Regions from separate parts of the Zea mays genome. Here region 1 is linked to region 2. The links are chromatin contacts, called in public Hi-C maps. All regions are on one chromosome and are shown on one strand. Each heading gives the region's core, a stretch centred on a gene start, on an enhancer-like site or on the middle of the called end of the contact. The rest is flanking DNA. Distances are from core to core; before and after follow the strand shown. Region 1 holds the start of LOC100283575. Region 2 holds the start of LOC100194012.

Region 1 (5,263 bases), core at 2,040-4,539, 140 kb before region 2:
TTAAAAAAAAAGAAGAAGATGTATACAGCTGGTGTATAGGAGTATTATTATTATTATAATAATTCTAAACGACGGTACCAAATGCCGTGAGAAGCTATCTTTAGAGTAACAGAAGCAAGGCAGGTAAAACAGGCTGTAATGTCGATTGGCATTGTACTATACTCCTAACTAACTTGCGTTGAGATTTGTGGACTGACATTGTAAACAAAGATGTAGTGCTGATTGGCAGCACGTACACAGTCCAAGGAGTTATCGGGCTTCACCACATATTTTGGCAAAGGGAGGGAGTTTCATTCTGAACATGCATTCACCAGTACATGGTTCAGACATCCCTTCTTTGGTTGGTCCAAGAAGGTGGGTGAGGACGTGAGGTGAGTCGGGGAAGAATTATTATTGGCTTGTGGCTTGTGCGGCGGGAAGCGTGTCCCGCCCCGCGGCGGATCGGCGGCCCATCATGCGCGCGGTGGTATTGGGCCCCGCCCGGCCCAGTTGTCGTCGCGGCTGGGATGGGCTACGTTAACGTCGTGGCTGCATGTACTGGGCTACCTACTACTAGTCGTGAGAAGAAGTGGCACTAGGACTAGGAGGCAGGAGCCTTTGTGCTACTACTGTCCATATATATACAAGCTCTCACTTGTCCTTTTTTGGATGTATGTACAACAGATCATAAAGCCGCACCAGTTTATTTATAGTTTAACAAAAAAAGATGTTTTGTATTGTTCTATACTGTAGACTGTACTTTTTATAGAGTAAAGTTTGAATATGAGTATGTGGATGATTAAGATGCTGAAGATAGTCTATTAATTTAAACAATCCATGGGTTTCCAGGATCCAAACTGACAGGTAGGAGAGCTAACATGCTGCATGCATGGTGGTTCTTATATATAAATATATAACCATTGTTCAGTGGGCATGCAACTCCTCTGCGCCTTTTGCATCACCAACCTTTTTCTCTGTCCGATCGACTACGCGCACACGAGGGAGCTAGAAAGGTTTCGCGCTGTTCTGCGCGGTTCTAACCGCAACCCTAATTTTTTTTTTAAAAAAAAAACTAGTACTCGTATCAACGACCAGTACCAACCATCCATCTGTCAACTGTGGTTGCTCAAGAATCATGATCGTCCATGGTCCTTGCCCCCACAAAGGGATAGATGAATCCTCTTCGTTTCCTCTGTCGGACAGCTCTACTACTTGGGCCCGGCTAGCTAGCTCATTGCAGCATTAAGAACACGAGATGCTTAGAATATCTCTTCTTGGCCAATAGCCCAATACATGCATGCATATGATTGCATTGTGATGATGGTCGAGTTTATTATATATAGCCACCGCCGGTTAGCTTTACCTTTGCCGTCTGTAGCGTTTGACTCTACATGTATAAAGTATAATATGGTGCGCAGCATACTTTGCCGTATCGACCTCATCCATCCGTCCAGCGTCGATCAGTGTAGTCATGTACGTAGTCAAGGCGGGGGATTCTCTTCCAGATCTCCGTGCCAACATTTAGCCGACCCCTAACATGCATGCACGTTTACGTTGTGCTACCAACGCGTGATATATATAACAACTAGAGCTATTTTGGAAACCTCAGATCCCCTTAGGATTAGTATAACCGAACATGCCCTAGAGGGGATTTAAGGTGGAAATGAACTAATATAATTTTCTCTTCAATCCATAAGGAGATTTGAGTTTCCAAACTAGCTATTAGAGTAGCGAACTCTGCACCGACCGGTTTAATTTAACTCGTTGCATGATTGTCTAAATGACTTTGTTCGTTGTCAACGAGGGATGGGACACGATCAACTGATCCTGGGCTGATCCAGTCTCTTATTTTTTGAAGGATGATACCATTCAATATTTTTTAAAAATATTTTTTGACCTTAACTCTAGACATCTAAACCAAATGTAGGTCAAGTTAGAATGATTCTATCCTATCTCTCTTCATTATTACTTGTCCCTCCATCCAAACACTAACTAGTACATCATGTATATTATAATTTATTTGCAAATGCATTTGGGATAAAGACGTGCGTCTGTGATGGGCTAAAATCATGTTGTGCCACGGGCTGCCTGGTAGATCTGACCCGTCCATGTCGGTCTCGCCTAGTTGCTTTTCTCAAGTATTCTCCGTACACATAGTTAGTGTGATTATTACTACGAATACTAGTAGGTCCGCAGCCAAAGCATGCTTTGGACATGACGATTTGTTAAGCTAGCTGCCTAGCTAGATAGCTAGTGGCAAAGTCCACTCTGCAGGTCTGTCGGTCCTAGTCGGCCGGCCGGAAAGGAAAGGAAAAAGAAAAGAAAAGCGTCAGACGGTTGTTTCGTCGCTGCTGCTTCGTTAATTTCTGGGTCATTATATTGCCAGTACGGAATGACTTAGCAAATCTCCATTAGTTGTTAAGGCATTCACAATTTTTTTTGTTTGTGTTAATTTGGGAATCTCATTTTTCTAAGGGATTTTCATTTTAACAAAAAAATTAGTTTTATTTTTTTTGGAAAAATTGAAATCCCTTGAAAAATACGGTGTTCCCAAACTAACCCTTAAATTTGATTTTATCCCGCGCGCTAGACTAGGTCGGGGCTGCCAAAATCAGCGGCTACTAAATAAATACAGTCAGTTCGGGTTTGCGGCGGCAGATCTTGTAATCATCCGTTCAGTGTGTCTGGATCATGTAGGAACAACAAACATTAATCAATATTTTACTTTCGTACTGCTGCGGATATATAGGAAAATCAGCCAGGGCTTTTTATTATCCATGCATGAAGTGAAAACGCCGCCGTCACCGTCCTGGCGGGCAAAACCTCGCGGGGAGCGCCTCTCTCTCTCTCTCACTTCGTCCGTCCGTCTCGCCCCAAAGTAGCCAGACCTAGCAGAATCCTGAAAGCGATCGCTCCAGCGCGCGCGTGCCGCCGCCGCCTGTTCCTCATCCTCCTCCGCGGAACAGACGAGGACCGGACCAGCCACGCCACGCCACGAGCGTATACTGTACGTACATCGTTTGCCGAGCATGTGGCACAGGCACCGTACTACTATACGTATATATAGGAAGGAAAATACAGGCCGGCCTGCTGCCGCTGCTGGTTTTCCTTTTCCCTCCTTCCTGGGCCGAGCCCACAGAGCGGGACGCGGGGGGCTAGCGGGCCCACGCGGCAGCGACCGACAGGGACCGGCCACCTCGTCCACCCCACCAGATGCACTGCACCTCTCTCTCTCTCTCCCTCCCGTCGACTATACAATTCCAACTGCGGGGCAGGGGTCCAGCTCCTTATCCTGTCTCCCTCCCACCTTTCCCTTCCTCGCCGCTCTCGCTTGCCCGCGCACCGAGATTTCCTGCCTGCTCGTGCTCGCTCCGCTGCTCTCCTCGACTCCTCCTGCGTGCCTGCCGACCGGTCCGAGGCACGCCGCGGCGGAGGCTCTGCGTCTGCCGGCCGGGTCGTCGGATTCGTCCTTAGGTTGGTTGGTTGGTTGGGTCGCGGGCATGTCCACGGCGGTGGCGCGGCCGGCGCACGGCGGATTCCGGCGGTCGGGGAGCGGCAAGCCGGATCCGGACGAGGCGGACAGGATGATGCGGAGCGCCAACGGGTACTTGGTCCAAGAAGAGGAGGAGGAAGAGCATGGCGATGAGGCGGCGGCGAGGAGAGAGGATGAGGACGAGGAAGACGAGGAGGCGGAGGCGGTGTCGGAGGCCTCGTCGATCGGGGCGGCGTCGTCCGACAGCTCCTCCTCCATCGGGGAGAACTCCGCGTCCGACAAGGAGGAAGAGGAGGAGGAGGATGAGGTTGAGAGTAAGGCGCAGGGGCTTGGCATGATGGGGCTGGCCACGCTCGAATCCTTGGATGATGCCCTGCCCTCCAAGTAAGCTGCTAATCCCCCCTGCTTCTTCTTCTCCTGTGGTTTTGTTGCTTCTATTTCAGTAGAAATTGCTCATGCAAAACCACTGCTGGAGATGACATGTTCTTTGGATAAAAAATCCGATTTTTTTTTGCTGCAAAAAAATGATCTTCTTTATGTCGAGATTATAGAACACTGCTGGTTTAGATCCCATCCCACTAGAGTACTCTAGCCAATAATGAACTCCAAGAGTTGCTCAGAAGAGAACACCGTTCTTTTTCCCCATCCGAGGTACTAGTAGTACCAGCAGAGGAGAGAAATTGTGCCGCCCACGGCACCACCGAATCCAACGCCCATGTTCATGTGGTCAAAAGTTTGCATGCGTGCCGTTTCCTGTTCATCATTGCATAGTGACAGAGAATCTCTTCCACCGCAGGCGGGGCCTGTCCAGCTTCTACGCGGGCAAGTCCAAGTCGTTCACGAGCCTGGCGGAGGCCGCGGCGGCGGCGGCCGCCAGGGAGATCGCCAAGCCGGAGAACCCGTTCAACAAGCGGCGGCGCGTGCTGCAGGCGTGGTCGCGGCGGCGGGCGTCGTGCAGCGCGCTGGCCGCCGCGTACCTGCCGCCGCTGCTGGCCCCGGACCACGCCGTGGTGGAGGAGGACGACGAGGAGGGCGCGGACGACGAGGAGGAGGACGAGGAGGATGAGGAGCATGGTGACGGCGGCGGGCTCAGGGGCAGGAGGAGGCCGCCCACGTTCCCGTCCCCGCGGCTGAGCGTGCACGTCGCCGCCGCCGGCCAGATGGCGCGGAACGGGTCGTTTCGGTCCCCGAGGTCCTTCTCCATGACGGATCTCCACAGCGCCGCCGGCTACGAGTAGCCCCGGCGGGCGGGCGGACAGGATTAGAGAGAGTGCTGATGTGTTGTTCTAGGTGCTTGTTTTACTGGTGATGTCGCCACTGGTGCTGCCATTAATTACTGCTATATGATCATCATTATGAATCAAGATACATACTGTACGTACGTAGCTGTAGTACTCCAGTCAGTCCAGAGAGATAAGAAGAAACTGCGTTCTTGTGCATGCTTGCCATCGTGTCAGCCTGCCTGGTAATGCGATGCTACCAATGGCGGGTTAATTAGCTGCTATGATTGTACTGGTAAGATAGGATAGTAATGGAGTGTTGTTAGCAGCAGCTGATGTTTAATCAATTCTAATGGAGGGTTAGCTGCTAGTAGTAGGATTATAGTAAGATGCTAGCAATGGTACAGTAGTTTGGTAGCGGTGCATTTATTTAGAGAGAGAAGGCAAGAGAGATGGGCTGGGCCTGCACTGCACGGACGCACGTTGCAGCGGCAGGAGCTGCTGGGATGATGCGTTGGAGTTAGCTGGGGGCCAATCTTTTATCCTATCCTTTCCTGTCTCGCTAAAAGTA
Region 2 (5,856 bases), core at 2,952-5,451:
TTTTTTTAAAATATTTAGTTTCCAACAAAAGAGAAGTGGTGCGGCTCCTGTAGTCTCCATATGTAAATTTACCATAAATAGTTGGAATGCTCCCGCTCCACCAAAATGGTTGGATGCGGGCGCTTTCTCGGACGCGAGCGCTCTCCTTTCTCTTCTCTCTATACTCATATGACTCTCCAACCAAACAAAGAACGGAGCGGCTCCGCTCTATTTTATTCTTCAATCAAACAAAAAATAGAGTGAGTCTGTTCTACTTGTCAAACGGAGAATAGAACGGCTACATTATCAAAAACTAGAATGAAACTGATACATTCTAATTGACTCCAACCAAATGCACCCTTAGATATAGATGTTTTTGAGCGCTACGTAACAATATATACAACCAGGGACGGAGCAAAAAAAAACTTTTTATAGAAGGCTCAACTAAACCACTACAATATATAATATCCCTTCTACATTATATTTGTACTTTTGAAATTTAGAAAAGCTCCAGTCAGTAGGAGTATATGGACTCGGGAGTGATAGAGGGCCTGGAGCCCCACCGCTGCCTACAGCGCAACCAAAACTTTGTGCTATCAGTAACCTGTATAGCAAAATCCTCTTGGTAACGTGCCATGATTTTATAGTACAATAGACAATCATGTGGTATAAGAGAGAAAAAAGGATATGATAGTTAAATACATAGAGGAATATGAGTCCAGAAGATTATGATATAGAATAAAGAATCTTGCTAACTAAACTACAAATAGTAATATATAATAATATAATAGTATATAAGGATATAAGTAACCTACACAGCTGATAGCCTAATCCCAAGTACCATGCAATGATGCAATCATGCAAACATCTAACTCAGTTGATCTAGAACATCCGGTACAAGCACAGGATCACTGACAGGGTCAATCGAATTCATGAAACACTGAAACAAGCGGTACAACATCTGTTCTACATTATTCACACACTGGTTATTCAATGAAACAACTGCAAATTGAGGTGCGATATCTGTTCTACAATTCACACGCTGGTTATTATCCAATAAAACAACAACGATCAATTCGAGGTACAACATCTGTTCTATTTCTCTACATTATTTGCTACACCGGTTACGCACGTCAGTTCAGAGGGTTATAGGAGAAATCAATTGGCAGCTTCTCCAGCTTTAGAATCCACACTTGCGCCACCGTTGCCCTGAGATGATGCATCCGATAGCAAAATACCGATGAGTTAAATGGTACGATGAAGAGTTTAAGGGGAAAAAAGTTCTGAACATTCTGAATAACTACTCAAGGCTAACCTTTACACAGACATAGATGTAGTGGACATCAGGTTTGGGGCCAAGAAGTGCAGCTAGTGATGTGCTATGGTCCTCTAGAGGCAATGGCTTTGTCAGTTCCCATTTGTTCTGATTCGAACTTTTCTCCCATCTTTCTGCAATAACCCAGTACACTTACAGTTGTAAGCACAAGCATTTTACCATGAAAAATGAAAACATAGCTACTCTGGAATACATTCATGAATCTAAACGTTACTTTGGATATGAGAAAAGGTCAATGTGATTGGAGCTCTGCAAATACCGGAAGGTGCAGTTGAATTGGCCTGATGGTGAGTAACTAACTAACCTATGACATGGAGCTTTACTGTCCATTTTTCCATGTCCTTCAAGAGACGCAAGCGGTAACTTGGATCCCCATAAGTGATCTAAGACATTATAGGAGTCAGAAATTTGTTAAAGACACCAGATGAGCACAAAATAACCACATCTTTTAAAGAATAAAGAATCAAATAGTTCAGGTTACCAGCATGTAGACACCATTTTCCTTGAGGATTCTGCATGCAGGACCGGTAAATAGAAGCTGTATCCAATCAAGCAATATATATCACGGTAAATATCATTGTATTATTTACCTGTTGACCTCCTCTAGCATTTTCGTTGCATTCTCTTGGGAATTTTGACCACACTGAAATACAAGAGATGCTGCTGAGTATCACACTGGGAGAATGTCAAAGCGTCCTGACAAAAGTACACTCACCATAAGAGAATCCAGTGTTCCTGCAAATAATAAAAAGGGGTTAGAAACTAATGACATGTTGGGCATCAGTTTACAGATGTTAGCAGTTGCATCCATAATGCTGTCAAGTACTGCAATGATAATTGTACCTTTGTCAATAACAGCATCAAAAGAACCAGACTCAAAATCTGACATGTTCTTTACATCCATCTTCATGTCTTGCCAATCAAGGGAAATACACGGTATCAGATTATGTGGGATATACTGCAGAGGTACTCAAGAACAAAGACCATACATTTAAGTTGAGGCTTATCGTGGTATTTCTTCTTCATTTGCTCAATTACCACAGAAGATATATCAATGTTGACAACATCTTGATAACCATCGTCAATCATGTTCTCACCAAAGACTGCAATAATCAAAAGAAGATAAACCACATAAGTAATTCCACTAGACTACATATTGTGGTTAAATAGCTCATTAAAATTAACAAACGAAAGCACGTCTATGCATGCTTGCGACTAATGACTATATGAATCCACAAGCAAAGCAAGAATTGATGAACAGTTCATGCGTTGCAGCTTCAAAAGGAGTGAGAACGACAATTCTTATTAGAATAAACTATATACCACCCAGAAAACACTAACTACAAACCCAGCCATCTCCATAGCTAAGAATGCAAAGTTGGTTTTATAAAAATACTGTGGTTTAAGATGAATAATTCTCCGGCGATATAAGTCATTTGATCCTATATTACTTGTACTTTCGACTTCATCTTGAACAACTATGAGGGGTGAACTAAGTCAATAAAACAATCAATAACCTCTAGCTGCATTCAGAAATTAAAGCTAAGTGTTAAAATAATACTAGTGCAGTTTTGCTTAGAATGAATTAGGATGAGTTTTTCATGAATGTGCACGTGCCATCTTTGTGCCATCTTTTATTACCGTTAGAACTCTGTTGTACGGTTGTACCTCTACAATGATACCACTTACCAAAGTTCACATTTCAGTTCCACGTGCATAAAAAAGATCCAATACATAGAACTAATTAATATTAGTATGGCCAACAAATGTATTATATTGAAAGCAAACCTCAAAATTTCATGCCATGTGGGTGAAAAAACTAGGTTCATGAAGTTTGAAAGATCTGAAGTACTACGGCAATAGCTGCACTCCCAGTTTGCTAAATTAACCAGACACCTAGTGACCAGACCTTGCCAGAATTCATAACAGTCATGGCACAGGGGCAGGATTGTACCAGGCTCAGAAATGCCAGTGTTGCCAGAATTCGTAAGAGTCATGGCACAGGGACAGGATGGTACCAGGCTCCCAGAAATGTCAGGGTTCTCACTGTATATTCCTTAGCAATGGCGCAGGGGACCCTTATCACACACACCAAATGCCAGCATCTCAGTGGTACCATTGTCCCCTCTTTCACTTTGGCATGTTTAAAAACAGACCACCGGTACAGAAGGTAAAGAATATACTTGTATACAGGACGTACGCGAGTGAGCTAGGACCGGCTCATTGTTTTCATTCGATCAATACATGATCAGGTGGTCAAATGCCCCCATCCAATCAGACCCTTCCAATAGAAATGGTCAGTACTGAATTATCCGAGAACGGGAAGAGTCTCTGGTTTGTACAGGACGGCTACATTGCGCACCCGAACCGCACATCCGTCTGACCGTCTCCGCACTCACCAGCGCTCAGCGACACACGCGGCAGCCGAGACCCGGACAACGAGGGGCAGAACAACGTATGAACGAGCGCCGCTGAGCACCCAGGTCCCAGGCCACGGTGCCCTCCATCCCCCTCCCCGTAAGAAGGAGAAACAATCTAACCCCGCTGGCCGGCCGAAAGAAAGAGCGACTCACCGGAGTTGCCGCAGCCAACGAGGAGGAGGCGTTGGTGCGGCGCGAGGTAGAGGCGGAGCAGCGGCGCCAGGGCCGGGTACTTCTGGTACCAGTCGAAGGGCCCGGCCTCCTTGCGGTAGCGCTCGTCCCAGTACCATGCCTCGCCGTACGCCTGCGACGCCGCGGCCGGGCCGCCACCAGTCATCTCGCCGCCGCAGCCGCCGCCGCCGTACTCGGATCTGGGCCGGCCTCCTCGCCCGGGAATGGCGCCCGCTGTTTCCGGAACCGGAGCCTAGAGGGTTCCTCCGTAATCCGCGACGCGACGCGACGGGATGTGGTGGGCCAGAGGTGCAGGAAGCAGTTTTAAAAAACTGGATGAGGAATCGTGGCCTGGGGCCCGCCGGCCCGGCCTGTTAGTGTTAGGCGAAAACCGACTAGTGTTGGGCCCTGGCTCGTTTTTATTTATTTATTTATTTATTTATTTATTTATTTATTTATTTTCTCTCCCGAAAGATTTGGGTAAATCATTTTCAAAGGTCTGTCCAAAATTAAACAGACAACGATCCCTTCAAAATCAAACAAACAATGATCCCTTCAGAAGAAGTATGAGGTATTTGATAAAATCAATCAAGAGAGCTTGATAATTGATTTCGGCGACGTGAACATAGAGCAGTGCTTACTCGCAAGTCGCAACTCGCAACTCATCGATCGGCCCGGCCTGCTACCAACCCGTTCGCATCCTTAATTTTAATGCACATCCGGTTTGCTAAAGCTTGAGTTGCACCTGCTGCTTGATAATGATAGCCACACCCACATTGCTGTGATGACGATCGAGCCAAAACGGCCGATTCAGTGGCCTAGCTAGCTAGAAACAAATTGAATATGCGAACCAGTCTCTGTCTGTGATTCGGTTTCCTTGCTTCTTTTGCTTCTACCAGTAGTGGTTAACTGGTTATTCTTACCGAGAGAGGGCAATTTTTGCAATGAATTTCGTCAAAAATCAGGTTGGGAGGTGAGATTCCCGACAGTCGGTCCGGATGATCGCCTTGACACATTCACTATAGAGGGAGACATTTTGGATGAGGACGAGGACGAGGAGTGTGTGAAGATGACAGTCAGAAAGCATACTACAGGCCGCCAGTCTCCTGGTAGCGAGGCTAGGCTGCGTGGTATAGCCAGCGTGCCAGTATGCCACACCTACGCCCCCATGCACTGCACGTGATGTGGCGTGGCAACAGTTCTCGTCCGTTGCGCGCGTTCGTTCGTGCTCGATTTCTTTTTAAATTGTTCTCTTCGTATTAACACAAACGAACTCCTAGGATTTGCCCGCAAATTCTCGGTTTATTTCCGTATGTGTGAACAAGGCTCGGACATCACGGAGGAAGGGAGCAAGAATATCAAGGTCGGAGCGGCGCGCGGTGCTCTATAGCACGTCCATCTTTCCATGTAATATTATCGGATAAGAATTTTAGTTTGCAAAAATGATACTTCACCGGGTCTTGTTTGTTGCGTTCATTCCATAGATTTATTAAAATCGGCACATCAATGTTTCTGTCCATTTGGCTCTGTCGTAATGATATGGTTTTTAATCATATACTCATACCGTCAATTCTGTAGGTTATTTTCTGGAGAAACACATTATTTTCGATTTTGAAAACTATTGCAGAGAAAGAAAAATCACACAAAAAATCCTTAATGCACGTCAATCCTTAGAGGTGGTGGCTATGGAGATTTTCACGAATCATCAATGACGATCCTATGCTAGAATTGAAGCTGTTTAAATTATTTATGGTTCCAAACAATTGAATGTTTTATCCTTTCTTAGTTGTTTATGAACTTATAAGTCATTATTCATAAGGTTGTATGTATGGAAGTGCAAAAGTCTGAAACTTGTTTCTATTATCTAAAATTTAAATCGGCAGATTAATCTATGGAGAGTATGAGTGAGGTTAGAGACTCTGAACAACGCCAGTTGTGTGTTTCATTACG

Evidence for each region. A called contact is a pair of places that touch in the nucleus more often than the background predicts.
Region 1: a Hi-C map of ear shows a contact between it and region 2, with 2.1 times the contacts expected there. The contact joins the promoter of LOC100283575 here to the promoter of LOC100194012 in region 2. A contact is called at or near these places in 3 of 25 Hi-C or Micro-C datasets (ear, leaf and tassel).

The regions. Positions count from the first base shown.
Region 1 is chr1:195,819,407-195,824,669 of Zm-B73-REFERENCE-NAM-5.0, reverse strand. It overlaps LOC100283575, which reads left to right and starts at 3,289. Exons shown (of 2, transcript NM_001371949.1): 1 at 3,289-3,856; 2 at 4,269-4,836. The coding sequence starts at 3,480. The coding sequence ends at 4,710.
Region 2 is chr1:195,677,969-195,683,824 of Zm-B73-REFERENCE-NAM-5.0, reverse strand. LOC100194012 reads right to left here and starts at 4,201. Exons shown (of 9, transcript NM_001139075.1): 1 at 3,889-4,201; 2 at 2,305-2,418; 3 at 2,159-2,227; 4 at 2,031-2,050; 5 at 1,906-1,958; 6 at 1,797-1,827; 7 at 1,620-1,698; 8 at 1,295-1,428; 9 at 929-1,188. The coding sequence starts at 4,072. The coding sequence ends at 1,138.